Regions from separate parts of the Gossypium arboreum genome. Here region 1 is linked to region 2. Evidence: chromatin contacts called from public Hi-C data. All regions are on one chromosome and are shown on one strand. Each heading gives the region's core, a stretch centred on a gene start, on an enhancer-like site or on the middle of the called end of the contact. The rest is flanking DNA. Distances are from core to core; before and after follow the strand shown.

Region 1 (6,384 bases), core at 2,548-5,047, 38 kb before region 2:
GTGCATGATTAAATATTTTTCAATTAAGGGCTAAAATAGATGTAAATGAATATTGGTGGGTTATAACACTCAGACAACTTTTTAATTCTTCAGCCAGGCCTTATCTAAGAATTGGGGTTGTGGTTTGACCTTTGAGGAGCACAAGGATGTAAGAGAGAGACACCCATCTATTCAGGTTAATCATGTTTGCTGACTGCCAAGAAAATGATTGTGTCTTGTAATATTAGTACAATGCTTTTGTACCACACAAAACCATTACTTCTTTTCCTGAGAATATCATCAATACTGTTCCAAGCCTTATTTTAAGCTGTTTTTAACATCATTTTATTATAGCCAAGCTCCAAATTTGATGAACCCTTAGAGACCAAAAAACCCACCCCATCAGTATTATGTGTTAGAGGAAGAAAGAAAATTAAGAAAAATTTAAACAAGATTTGAGGTGTAAATTAGTTTTCTTTAAGGATTTAAAAAGCAAATAAAATTATTTGGTTTTATTGAAATAGAGAATAAGACAAAAATAATTAGTGGAATTTTATTCAAAGAATAATTTTATCCAATAATTCATCTGGTACAACTATTAGCTTAAGTTCTACATATCCTCTCACAATGGGCAAAACGTTACAATACAATCACAATGATTAAGTAAAAAGTATTTGGATACACAATAACCAGCTCTCAAAATCTTAATAAAAACACCAATAAAAAGCATACTCTTTTATGCGATATAACAACCAATTTGAAATAGGATAGGACAACCACCTTTAACAAGTTCAATCCTACTTAAAGTACACATGATCAACTACTCAGCAGATAAGTTTCCCACTTGAAAATGATCTCAATCCGATAAGATTCTTACCCTTTAAGAAAGCAATATAGAATTATAGTCAAAGTTGAACTCTTTTAATTCCTTCAACCATGCCAATACATAAAAGAGAATTAAAACTCTTTTAAATCTAGTTTTATTGTTCATAAAAATATGTTTGACACATCCTCCATTCACTGCTTAATATAAATAACCAATATTATCTTTATACAAGTCAAAATTGTCAACAAAACAATATATACTTTGACTACAGTAAATTCATTGTTCTAATTGTTGTTCGAGCAAGACATGAAACAATACAAACAGCAGTCAAAATTTCTAACAATCTCCCTCTTTTTTAACATTTGATAAAACCATGAAGCAAATGATTAATACACAAATAAGGGAACTAAATTATAACTCCCCCTAAGAAAGTGCATTACCAAGTATCATGCTTAGGAACTCCCTATACCTTGAGTCATCAAATCATCACCCTGCTTAGCTAAGCACCACCACCAATCAATTTAGTAATCAGCAACATCAAACAGCTCACAAAGTATAAATGCTGTCAATCTTTTCCCCTTTATGGCAATAGTGTCAAATAGGCTCCTCCTCACCATATGATATTCTTTAAATCATTTCAGCAAAGTGCATAAACATCCAACAAAGTAACAAGGTTTAAGAACAAAACCAAGCAAAATAAATTCACCACAACTTCCAACCAGCAAGGACATCAACCAACAGCTGTATTAACATAAACATTTGTTGTTGCCATCTTCTCCCCCATATCAGTTAAGGTTTGTTCCAATCTCTATTATAACATAGCCATGTTTGCTTCAGTTTGATCTTCCAAACAGTCATTGTTCTCATCGATCTCATCCTTGTCTCAAATAACTCTAGCCAAATAAATAACAAAAATCTAATTGAACACCGCTACTCTCCTCGAAATAATAAATACATCGTTTTATCAAGATATATCTCTCCAAAAATATAGCCTTAATTTCACAAATCAAGGATAATTTAAATCAACCATAACTGAACCAATGTATAAGCAAAAATCTTAAAATGAAACCAAAGACCAATAGCATAATTACTTACACCATTGTTATGCTCCTCATTACTTCATTCTCCTCTTGTATGTTTGCATCAAGTTTTTTTCAAGGGGATGATGTGCTATATATTCAACAAATTAAGGTTGTTGTTCGTTGAATAAAAATAATTTTTTTCATGAAATTTAAATGGAGTATGTTTTATATTCGATATCTCTTCAATATAATTTTCATGAGTTGCAACCTTATGTTTCACTTAAGCATAAGTGACTTGTTGGTCTTCATAGCTACAACGTAATTGATCTTTTCTCATTCAAATCACCCTTTTTCGTGATCTCCTTGTTGCATTCACTGTTGTAACAATTTTTACAATAGTCTTGAATTTCTTCCAATCACACATCATTCTATAACAATAAGGACTAATGTGTCCAGCTACCCCGCAATAATGACATACAAATTTTCCTTTCTCCTTATTACATATATGTTGCTATCTAGGTACTATTTGATCAATTGTTTCAACATTAGATTGAGCGTTCATTGTCTTTCTCCATCTTTGATCATTCATCAACTTGTGACAATGAGATATAATATGTTCGGCAATATAAGTTTCTTACCAAGTTCACGACGACTAGGTTCAAATCTTCTAGCGATTGAGATACCATCAATTTAGTTTTCATATTTTTTTACATCATTTAACTCTTGCTCTTTTTTTTAAGGTTGCATCCGTTTTAGCAATCATCCTATCCTTTTCTTTGATAATTCCGTTAAGCATCTTTTTAACTTTATTAAGATCAATAATCAAATTATCTTTTTCCTTGATTGTCTCCACAAGATTTAAATGTTCACTTTTGATTCAAACATTTTCATCCTCCAGGGCTTGATTTAATTGACACAATTGATTTCAGATATCCATCATTAATGAGTAAACTTTCTCAAAGCTATTGAAAGGAACATCATTGTCCCTACTTCAATCTTGCACTTCAATTACCAAAGATGGACGTGAGACAGAGTGACATTTCTTTTTGGATTGCATTACTGCAAACCATAGTTAGGATCCTTTTAAAGTATGTTTGAAGTTAAGCTTTCATACCAATTGAGATAACTTGATTTGCAACTATTCCAAACAATTTTGTTTTATCTTTTGTTAGAACAGAGAATATGACTCAAATCTTATGAGTAGAGTAATAAAAAATTGAAACAAATAAAGAACATGCAAACGAACTTTATTAATATAGTTTGGATTCACCAATCCTACGTATATGTAACATTGTTCAGAGAATGATTTTATTTACTAATTCATTTGGTACAACTATTGACTTAAGCCCAATCTACCTTCTCACGATGAATAATTGCAACCCCAAAGTCGAACCTAAATTGTCACAAAATCTCTCCACAAAACTTCACAATACAATCAAGATTAACTCTTCAATGAATGGCAAAGTAAAAGGTATAATACATAATAACCAACTTTTAAAATTTTATAAAAAAAACACCAATAAAAAGTACACTCTGTTGTGGGATATAGCAACCTACTTTATAGATTATGTATAATTTTTATCCTACTTGAAATATGATAGGATAACAACCTTCAACAAGTTCAGTCCTACTTAAAGTAAACTTGATCAACTACTTAAAAAATAAATTTCTCGCTTAAAAGTCAATCTCAATCTAATCAACTTCTTACCCTTACTAATAATTTTTATCCTAATTAAAAAAATACATAATTTGGAAAAAAAAAAAAACTTCGTAAGACATAATGAATAATTTAGGAGTATTTTCCTTCCTCGGGTCTTTCTTAATGTAAGAAACAACTGCCTTGTCTCAACAAATTAAATGTTCGTCTCATTTCGTCAAAGACGATTGCTTGCCGGCCTTGTCTCACCACGTAATTGGTGAGTCAACACCCCTACCTTGCCAACTAGAAGCCCAGCATCTATGGTCCAACCATCAGCCTAGTCCATCAACGTGTCTATATCACAATCATACACCGAAACTACTTCTAGCCCTTAGATCTCATTGGTCTCACGAAACCCAACATCAGCATTCAAGCGAAGGCTTGAAGAAGGCTTAATTTACGATTTGAGAGTTGAAATGTACTCTTTTTTTTTTTTTTTGGTATATAACTTTTTTTCTCTAATTTAATATTTAAAATATTCTCCGTCATATTTTTCAGTTAATTTTAACATACTTTAAAAATATTTATGGTCAACCACATGGCATCACGTGTCGTTTTTTTTAAAAATAAGTATTTTCTTTTACCAAATGAATATTAACATTAATAAATATATAAAATTTTAGAAAAAGTTATATATAATCTAGAAATACGTATAAATTATAAATATAATATGAAAATAAAATTACAAAAATGAAAAATAGTTAAAATTAATAATACTTTATAAAATCATATATAAACTCTTCATATATATATATATATACATGAAATAATTAAACATATAAAAATTATAAAATTATAAAAATATAAAATATAAAACTTTCCTTTCTCCTTGTTGATTCTAAATGCATTATTGGATAAAGCTAAAGTTATTTTATTAATCAGTCAACCATTTATATTTTCATAAAATATTATTATTTTTGTTAAAAATATATTATTAATAATATTTTTTAAGTAATTGTGTGATTACTTTAATCATTTTAGGTAAAGGCGAATTTAGGGCTAACAGCTGTCCTGCCTCCCTAATTTTTGTGAAATTTCCTTTAAGCTCCTTTAGGTTTTAAATTTTTTTATTTTGATATAATAATTAATGTTAAAAAATTATGTTTACCCTAAAAATTTTCAAAGATTTTTAATGTGATTTATTTTATAGAATTTATAATTTTATGATAAATTTAGTAACATTTTTAGTTTAATTTGTTAAACTAGTATAAAATAGTATCTAAATATTAATTAGGTAAAAATAATGTCTAATAATTACAATATCTAAGTATAGCGGTATCTAAATATTAATTAGGTAAAAGATAAGCTTATAAATTATAATATTTAATTCAAATTGGGCATTTAACTTGTTTTGTTTTTCTTAAATTTAAGATTGTCCTAAATTTAAAAATATATTTTTAAAAGTAGTTATAAAATATCTCGACCCTCTCTATCAACAATTTTGGTTTCACTCCTAATTTTAGGCAGATGCAATATCAAAATATGATTGTTTTGAGCTGACATTTATTTATTATTTATTTGTAAGCAAGTATAATCTATCTTGAAATGAAATAATCATTTTGGAAGCAATAATTTTATTTTGAGGTTGATCTGATTATTTATGGGATTTATTTTAATGTTTTTGTTAATCATCTCTTCTATCATTCCTTAAAAACACATCACTCATGTCCTAATCCTTTTTTTTTTATGTTATGTTGGGATAATAATTTGATAATTTCTTTTTATTCTGGTATCTTCCAATTTCTATTTTTCTTTAAAATTGTAAAATTTATAATAAATTTTAAAATTCTTATAATCTTTAAATATTTTTTTACAATTTTTAACCATTTAAATTTTTAATGATTTTAACAAATTTTTAATTTTTTCAAGTTTTTAAATAGATTTTACAACTTTTTAATATTTTTAATAAATTTTAAAATTTTAAAAAAATTTACAGAATTTTATAATTTTAATTTTTTACATTTTATAATATTATTAATTTCAACTAATTTATTTTCATTTTATATTAATTTTAATAATTTATATGTTTTTCTAGTTATATATATTTGAAATTTTATATATTTAGATTTTTAATATTTATATACATTTGATTTTTTTAATGTCAGTTAAAAATAAATTAAAAATATAAGCATATTTTAAATATTAAATTAAGAAATGAGAGTACTTTAAGCATTAAATTGGAAAAGGAAAATTAAATATTAAAGGCGTAACTGTTGATAATACCCTCAATGTTATGGGTTTTTGAGTTTGAGCCCTTATCCCCCTTTTTTTTTTTTAGGATTAACACACTCAATGTTACAATTTTTTCAGAAATCGGTCTAATTTTAACGATAAACCTGGGATGATCATAAATCAAACCACATAAGTCATTGATAATGTCATCTATAAAAACAAAATTCTTTTTTTTTTTTCATTTTGTCTGTTCTTCTCCTTTTTCTCTCTTCCCCTCTAACTGTTGTCGTTGTTGTGTCCAACCCCCACCACTGCTCCCTTCCCTCACTTCTCACCGTCGATCTCACCACAATACCACTCCTGCCAATAATGCTTAGAAGAAGACAACTACAATGTGAAAACCCAATCATTTTTCCATCAAAATTCAAGACTTTATTTATCCCACAATTCTCCTTTCAAAGTCGAAGTAACTTTTTATTTTCACTATCCAATTCATCTTCAACAGCTACAATTACTCTTAAGTATAAATTCTCAAAACTAATTCAGTTGCTCCTACTCTCTAACAACCATCATAAAGAACCCTCTCCCCCCCCCCCCCAATTTCATTTTTATTTGCATGAATTAGGTCAAAAATTAAATCTATCTATAAGAGGGGAAAAATAGAAACGAACAAGTAACAAACAAAT
Region 2 (6,639 bases), core at 2,748-5,247:
CAACTCAAGTATAAAAGGGGATCATTCTTGAGAAAAGAGAAATGATATTCCTCTTTCATGCAAATATCGGGTGTACACATCTGGTCATAACACCCGAGGAATGGTGTAATAGACCAAATTGATGGAAGGATTGAAATCCTATACCCTTGAGTTGCAGTGGGTTGGATTGAAGAAGATGATTTTCTATCGAAGATACTAGCTGAGTAAAAAAGACAGCATAATATGTCGGTGATAAAGCTCTGGTGAATAACGAGTGATGACACTATAAACATTTAAAAAGGAATCATTCTCATGACATTTCTACATTCATATCATTCATATCACATTTTGGTTCGAAGCATTTGATTCATTCTGATCATAGCATCCTAATCATTTGGCATAAACATAGGCATATGAAATCGAGTCTACAGGTCATGTCACCTAGAGGACGGTGTAGCAATACCGGTGAATTCACAGATCTTATCTCCATAAGCAGTAGTGAAGCAGGTCAAAGACGCCGAATCTTATCTCCATGTAGTGGCAATGGAGCAGATTTAAGCCACTAGCCTTATCTCCTTGAGGTTGCAGTGGAGCAGGCTCAAGATACAGTCTTATCTCCCTGAAGTTGTAACGGAGCAGACTGAAAGTTGCAGATCTTATCTCCTTAAGCAGTAGTGGAGCAGGTCGAAGATGGCAAATCCTATCTCTATGTAGCGGTAATGGAGCAGATTTAAGCCACCAGACTTATCTCCCTGAAGTTGCAGTGGAGCAGGCTCAAGATACAAGTCTTATCCCTGAAGTTGTAGTGGAGCAGACTGAAAATTGCAGATCTTATCTCCCTAAGCAGTAGTTGAGCAGATCGAAGACGGTGGATCTTATCTCCATGTAGCGACAATGAAGCAGATCTAAGCTACAAGTCTTATCTCTCTAAAAGTTGCGGTGAAGCAGACTGAAGATAGTGGATTTTATTTCCCTGAAGATGCAGAGGAACAGATTGAAGCTAAATAAACAGATCATATCCAACCTTATCTCCCTGAAGTTGCAGTGGAGCAGGCTGGAATTACCAGTTCCATTCTCCTTGAAGTTCCAGTGGAGTAGATCGAAACTACAAATATTTTTTCCCTGAAATTACATTTGAATGGACAGAAGCAATAATTTTCGTACCCCTGAAGATACAGTGGACTAGAGCAAGGCTACGTGAGGAAAAGAAGTATCAAGAAGTCAAGACTAGTAAGACCGGGCAAAATTGGCCCTTTTAAAGTCTTTGCTCCATTCTCGTTCCATGACAACAAGCAAAGAGGGGCAGCTGTAGAGCCCAATTTTAACTTGGGCCCAAAAACAAAACCAAATAAAAAAACAAAGTCCAAAATAACTAAACTAGTCCAAAATTACAGCCCAAATTAAATACCCAAACTAAAGACCTAGGCCCAAAACCCTAGCCCACCTAGCACTAACCCACAACCAGCAAAAACAGAAAACCCTAGGTGTACCGCACCTAGGTTGGTTGCCTACGCCTCCCTCGTGTGCCGAACGCCACTCCTCCGCGTCGTGCGCCGCTCCACCACGCCACGTCAGTGGCATGCTCGCCCACGTACCTGCAAGCAAACGCAAAAAGAAGGACAGCACAGCAAAGAAGTTTTCGTTTTTGTTCCTTTCTCTTTTAGCTATAAAAAGCCCAAACAATGATTGTATTGGGGACTTTTTTTGCATACACAAATATACTCAGAGAAATTTAATACAAAAACCCTAAAGGTGATTTTTTATATTTTAGTTACTGTTATTAGTGCATATATAATAATAGAAAGAGAGGGGAGAAGCTTACCCGTTGCTTCGAATTTTGCCACTGAGAGTGGCCGAGGTCGTCACCTCCGATGAAAGGCAACCTTTTTTTCTTAAAAAAAAACCTAGATCGAGGGGTTCTTTTGTGCTTTTATCTCTTTTTTCTTTTCGATTTTTGGCTAAAACACCCCAAAGCTAGGCTTTATTCGAAAAAAGGGCTTAAAAGAGGGGGTTTTCCTTTTTCCGGCGTCAGAGCCATGGCCGGGCTTAGAGGGAAGGGAGAGAGTTGAGAGGATGCTAAAGTTTTTTTAAAAAAAAAAAAGAAAGTGAAATGATTTTTTTTAAAGGAAAATTTGACTTATATAGGGGATCCAAAACGACGTCGTTTTGGCCTATTTTTCTATACCCCCAAACGGTGACGTTTTGAGCCTTGCCCGTCTGACCGACTCAACCCGCTAGGAGATCCGTGTGTTTTTTAAGCGATGGTCTATTTCCCAGTTTGGTCCTTCCTATTTTTTATGATTTTACAATTAAAGTTATTTGTATTTCTAAATTTGCCTCACGGGTTTGCTGCAATTTCAAATTGGTCCCCCCTGGCAACGGTGCATTTAGAGGAAAGGGGTATTTGTTTTCTTGGTCCCTTCCTATTTTGCGTGTGTTTTAATTCGATCCCTCCCCTCTCTTTTATTTCTAATTTGGCCCCAAAACTTCCATTTTCAATTCAATGTGGTCCCTTTTCGATTATTTTTGCCATTTTACTATACAATTAATTAATTTGAGTCTTATATTTATTATTATTTTTATTATTATTTTGAGTATTATTATTTCTATTATTGCTATTACTATTGTTTTTATTTGTATTATTACTGTCATTATCATTATTATTATTATTTATTATTATGTTTAAACTTTTCTTCATGTGATTTATTTTGTTTTTATATATGTATATACATTACTTATTCTAGATTTTGTCATATATTATTATTTTAAAAAATCATTTTGTATATTATTGATTTTCAAATCCTTTTCTTACATTATTATTGTTTTTAAAAAAGCATTTTGTATATTGCATTATTATTGATGTTTTTTAGTGTATTAATAACAAAATTTCATTTATATAAAAAATAAAAATATTTTTAAAGCAATATTTATTCCTTTTAAATAATAAAATTTTAATAATTTTATAATTAAATTTGAATTCGGTTGATGATATTACCAACTTAATTATACTTTTAACATATACTATGAAAGATTAAAAAATAATTTTTAAAAATAATTTAAAGTTAATCAAATACTAATGTGTTTTCTTTTTCTTTTCTTTTAAAAACTTTGTTGATTAATTTTATAATATTATGGCTTTGTTTTATTATTAGGATGGTTTTTCAATATTTTGAGTAATATTATTAACATTGGTTTTAAAGATTGATTAATACAATCTTTAAAAGGATTACAATCGGTTATTTTTTAATATTAAATTTCTTGAATATTATTAAAAATAGCACTTTCGCTTAGATATTATCGTTAGCTAGTGTGATTGTCGTCAATCTTGTATTTGTGTTCATATTGTGTTTGATATATTGGCACTATCGTAGTATCAAAAAAGCACTCAAGTGACTTTTATTTTTTATGAAAAAAACTACTAGTTATATATTGGCATCATAAAAACTTATTCTCTAATATAATTGTAGGAGTTCTCATTTATTTTACGATATGATATTAGTTCTGTTTGTGCCGAGAATGGCATTCAAGTAAAGCCTCCTAACAATGCTATCATCAAAATTCGATCTTAATCCAAATCCTTGAGAAAGCAGTCCACTCCAACACTTGAGCTAATTGTATGTTGACCTCAAAAACTTTAATGAAAACAATAATATGATTGGTTTTACATTTAGTCATATTATATATTAGCATATTGAATATTAATATTACAAATTAATTTATATGAATTTTTTAAACATTTTAATTTTTTTTTAAAATTAACTCCACCGTCAAAATTTTCACCAAAGCTTCCAACCCAGATTCTATTAAAATAAATTCACCAAAAAAAGGGAAACTAAATCATAAAAGAAAAGAACTTTGAATGAAAAATGCCAAAAATTTTACAGTTATAGCAAGTTGTTTATGAAAATTTAATCTCTTACTAGAGATGGACTTATTATCCTTTTTGTTTGATTCTTGGTCATGGATCTAGAATTAAACTTGATTGACAAAAGCCCAATTCAACTTAAGTACTTAACCACAGTTGAACCCTTTCATGGGCTTTACCCCAAAACTCCCACAATCATTATCACCACGTATCATTTTGTCATCATCACCCCTATTATGTCATCTAATCCCCACCCCTCCACAATTTCTTTTAATACCTTTTCTCCATCGTAGAAACTAGAATCCAAGATTTTGCCATAGCAGTGTAAAGAACAAAAAGAAAAAAAAAAGAATATATATATATATAGAGGGAAAATGGGAAGGATATTTGTGGTTGAGCTTGATGGAAGGTCTTATAGATGCAAGTTTTGTAGAACTCACTTGGCTCTCCCTGATGATCTTGTTTCCAGGGTACCAACTTTCATTTTCTTCTCTTTATCTCCTTTGTGTTTCTGGGTTTTTCATTTCTGAGCCATTTGTTTTGCAGTTATCATCTAAAAATTATGTTTTGGTAGTAAAAGTTGGTTCTTGTAGTTATTATTGATGAAAGAAAGCTTAAAGTTGACAACTTTTGATGTTTGGATCCTGTTGTCTTTAGCTAGGTAACACTAGAAACATGATCAATAACAGTACTATTGGTTTTATGATAGGTTGTTGATGATAGGTTGTGAAATGAATATGTGTGTTTTGTGCAAATGTAGTTGCCATTTAAGGGAAGATTAAATAGGAGAACCTCACAGTTTAGGATTTTGGGGAATTGGGGGAAAATGTGAAATTTCAGTAAAGATTAGGATTCCATTTACTTGTCAATTAGGAACTTGATTTGTCTCTGTTGATTTAAAATCACAAATGTGGAACTCATGGACATAACAACAGTTTCACCAAAAGACCTCATCCTCTTTTAAGATTGGGAAATTTCTTGGGTTGATGCAATCATTTATGCCTTAGCTAAGAGCCTTTATGTTCTTAAAATTATGTTCTTAAAATTACTAAACCTGAAGGTTTATTTGCTTTTCCAATGAGCTTTAGTTTGATGTATCAATTATGTGTCGTTAAATTTTGATATTAACAGTATGCAATGCATAGTTGTACTCCATGCTAACAACTTCTTTCGAATTTTCTCCATTTGTTCAGTCTTTCCATTGTCGCCGGGGGAAAGCCTACCTCTTCAATAATGCGTAAGATCTCATAGTTTCTTCGAAGATTGCTTGACTGATTTCTTTTCCCTTTTTCTTTAATGGAATGTTCATTTGGTTATCCGGATCTCATACCTTATTCTTGGCTGTGCAATACTGAAATTTTCCTATTACACCATCACGATCTTTACAAAAGCAATGAATCTTCAAAGTCTCGTAAGTGCGCGACATTTGAAGCTTTGAATCGCTTATTGTTTAGAATTCCATTCTCCAGGGTGAACATAACAGTTGGAGCCTTGGAAGAGAGGGTGATGTTATCTGGAATGCATACTGTGGCTGATATATTTTGCTGCTGTTGTGGACAAATTGTTGGCTGGAAATACGTAATTCCCGTCTTAAACACATACACACACACACATTTTCAGATAATTCAAGATTGACAGCAAATCTAGCACCCGAAGACTGTATTCATAATCGAATCTAACTAACTTTCGTCTTTACTTTGAAGGAGGCTGCGCATGAGAAGAGTCAAAAGTACAAAGAAGGAAAGTTTGTTCTTGAGAGGTAAAACGTTTTTCTTTAGCCTTTTGGTTCCTTCATTTCTTCTTAACAATGGAAACATCATATAGGTTAGTCCGTTCTTTTGCATCGGACAGGGGAAGGATCGTGGATGAAATTGACTTCTCGTCGGAAGTATACATTGATACCCGTCCTAGTATGAGCGATGGCGAAGACGCGTAGGATGTAAACCACTGTTTCTGAGCTAGATCTAGAAATATAATATAGTAGCAGCAGGTGTAATGTATGTACATACATATATGCAGGGAAATAATGTAAGAAATTGGCGTGGAAGATTTGGTGTTTGCAACTTGATCCATCTGACAAAGTACTTGTATGTTAGTTCCATGATGTGTCTGGTACAAACATTCTTATGTTCTGTTGGGCATGCATATAACTCAAGATTCAGGCTTTATCAAAGTTCCTTTTTTTAGTTGAGACCATTTCCTTTATTAGCCACATGTTTGCAATCAAAGTTTGGAATTTTCAGTTTTCAAAACTATTTTTCATTCTTCATTTTATACGCTATAACCTATTTTATACAATATTAACTATAAATGAAAAATAAGTCTGAAAATTATTAAAATTACATTATTTAAAATTCTAAAGACAATGGCATTGTACTTCATAAAATTTTAATATATATATATAAATTAATAAAAAATCAAAAAAATTCTAAGATGTTCATAATTTTTTTTTCATTTCTATAACTAAGTACATTTGATATGTTAAGTAGGTTTTTATATCAATGTCAATAGAATTTTAATAATTCAATAATTTTTTCGTTCAATATAAAAATAATTTAACTAAAATTTGAAAGTTATCCGAAAAGAATTAAAAAAACCAAAATAACAAAAAAGAATGTTAAGCATTAATTTAATGAGTTTGCCTTTACTTTTTTACTTAGCTTTTGAAATTAAGTTATTTTATTAAACTAACGAATCTATAAAAGATAGCAATTTTATATTTAATTAATTAAATCATGAAAAGAAAAAACAAAAGAGAAGTTTGTCATTTACTTATGAATTACTTTAGGTAAAAC

Evidence for each region. A called contact is a pair of places that touch in the nucleus more often than the background predicts.
Region 1: a Hi-C map of leaf shows a contact between it and region 2, with 4 times the contacts expected there. The contact joins the enhancer-like site here to the promoter of LOC108480823 in region 2. A contact is called at or near these places in 3 of 5 Hi-C or Micro-C datasets (all in leaf).

What each region holds. Positions count from the first base shown.
Region 1 is chr1:114,963,519-114,969,902 of ASM2569848v2, reverse strand. No RefSeq gene overlaps it. Among protein-coding and RNA genes, the nearest start is that of LOC108482394, 9.5 kb to the left of the region's middle. Within about 2 kb of position 3,797, at least 1 of the 2 cell types and tissues checked has an H3K27ac peak or open chromatin away from gene starts, as enhancers often do. A contact at or near this core is called in leaf, where this site is marked.
Region 2 is chr1:114,925,278-114,931,916 of ASM2569848v2, reverse strand. LOC108480823 (protein yippee-like At5g53940) reads left to right here and starts at 3,997. Exons shown (of 6, transcript XM_053030801.1): 1 at 3,997-4,314; 2 at 5,038-5,081; 3 at 5,236-5,422; 4 at 5,548-5,603; 5 at 5,669-5,783; 6 at 5,864-6,017. The coding sequence starts at 4,219. The coding sequence ends at 5,780. LOC108483745 reads left to right here and starts at 6,587. Exons shown (of 4, transcript XM_053030793.1): 1 at 6,587-6,639.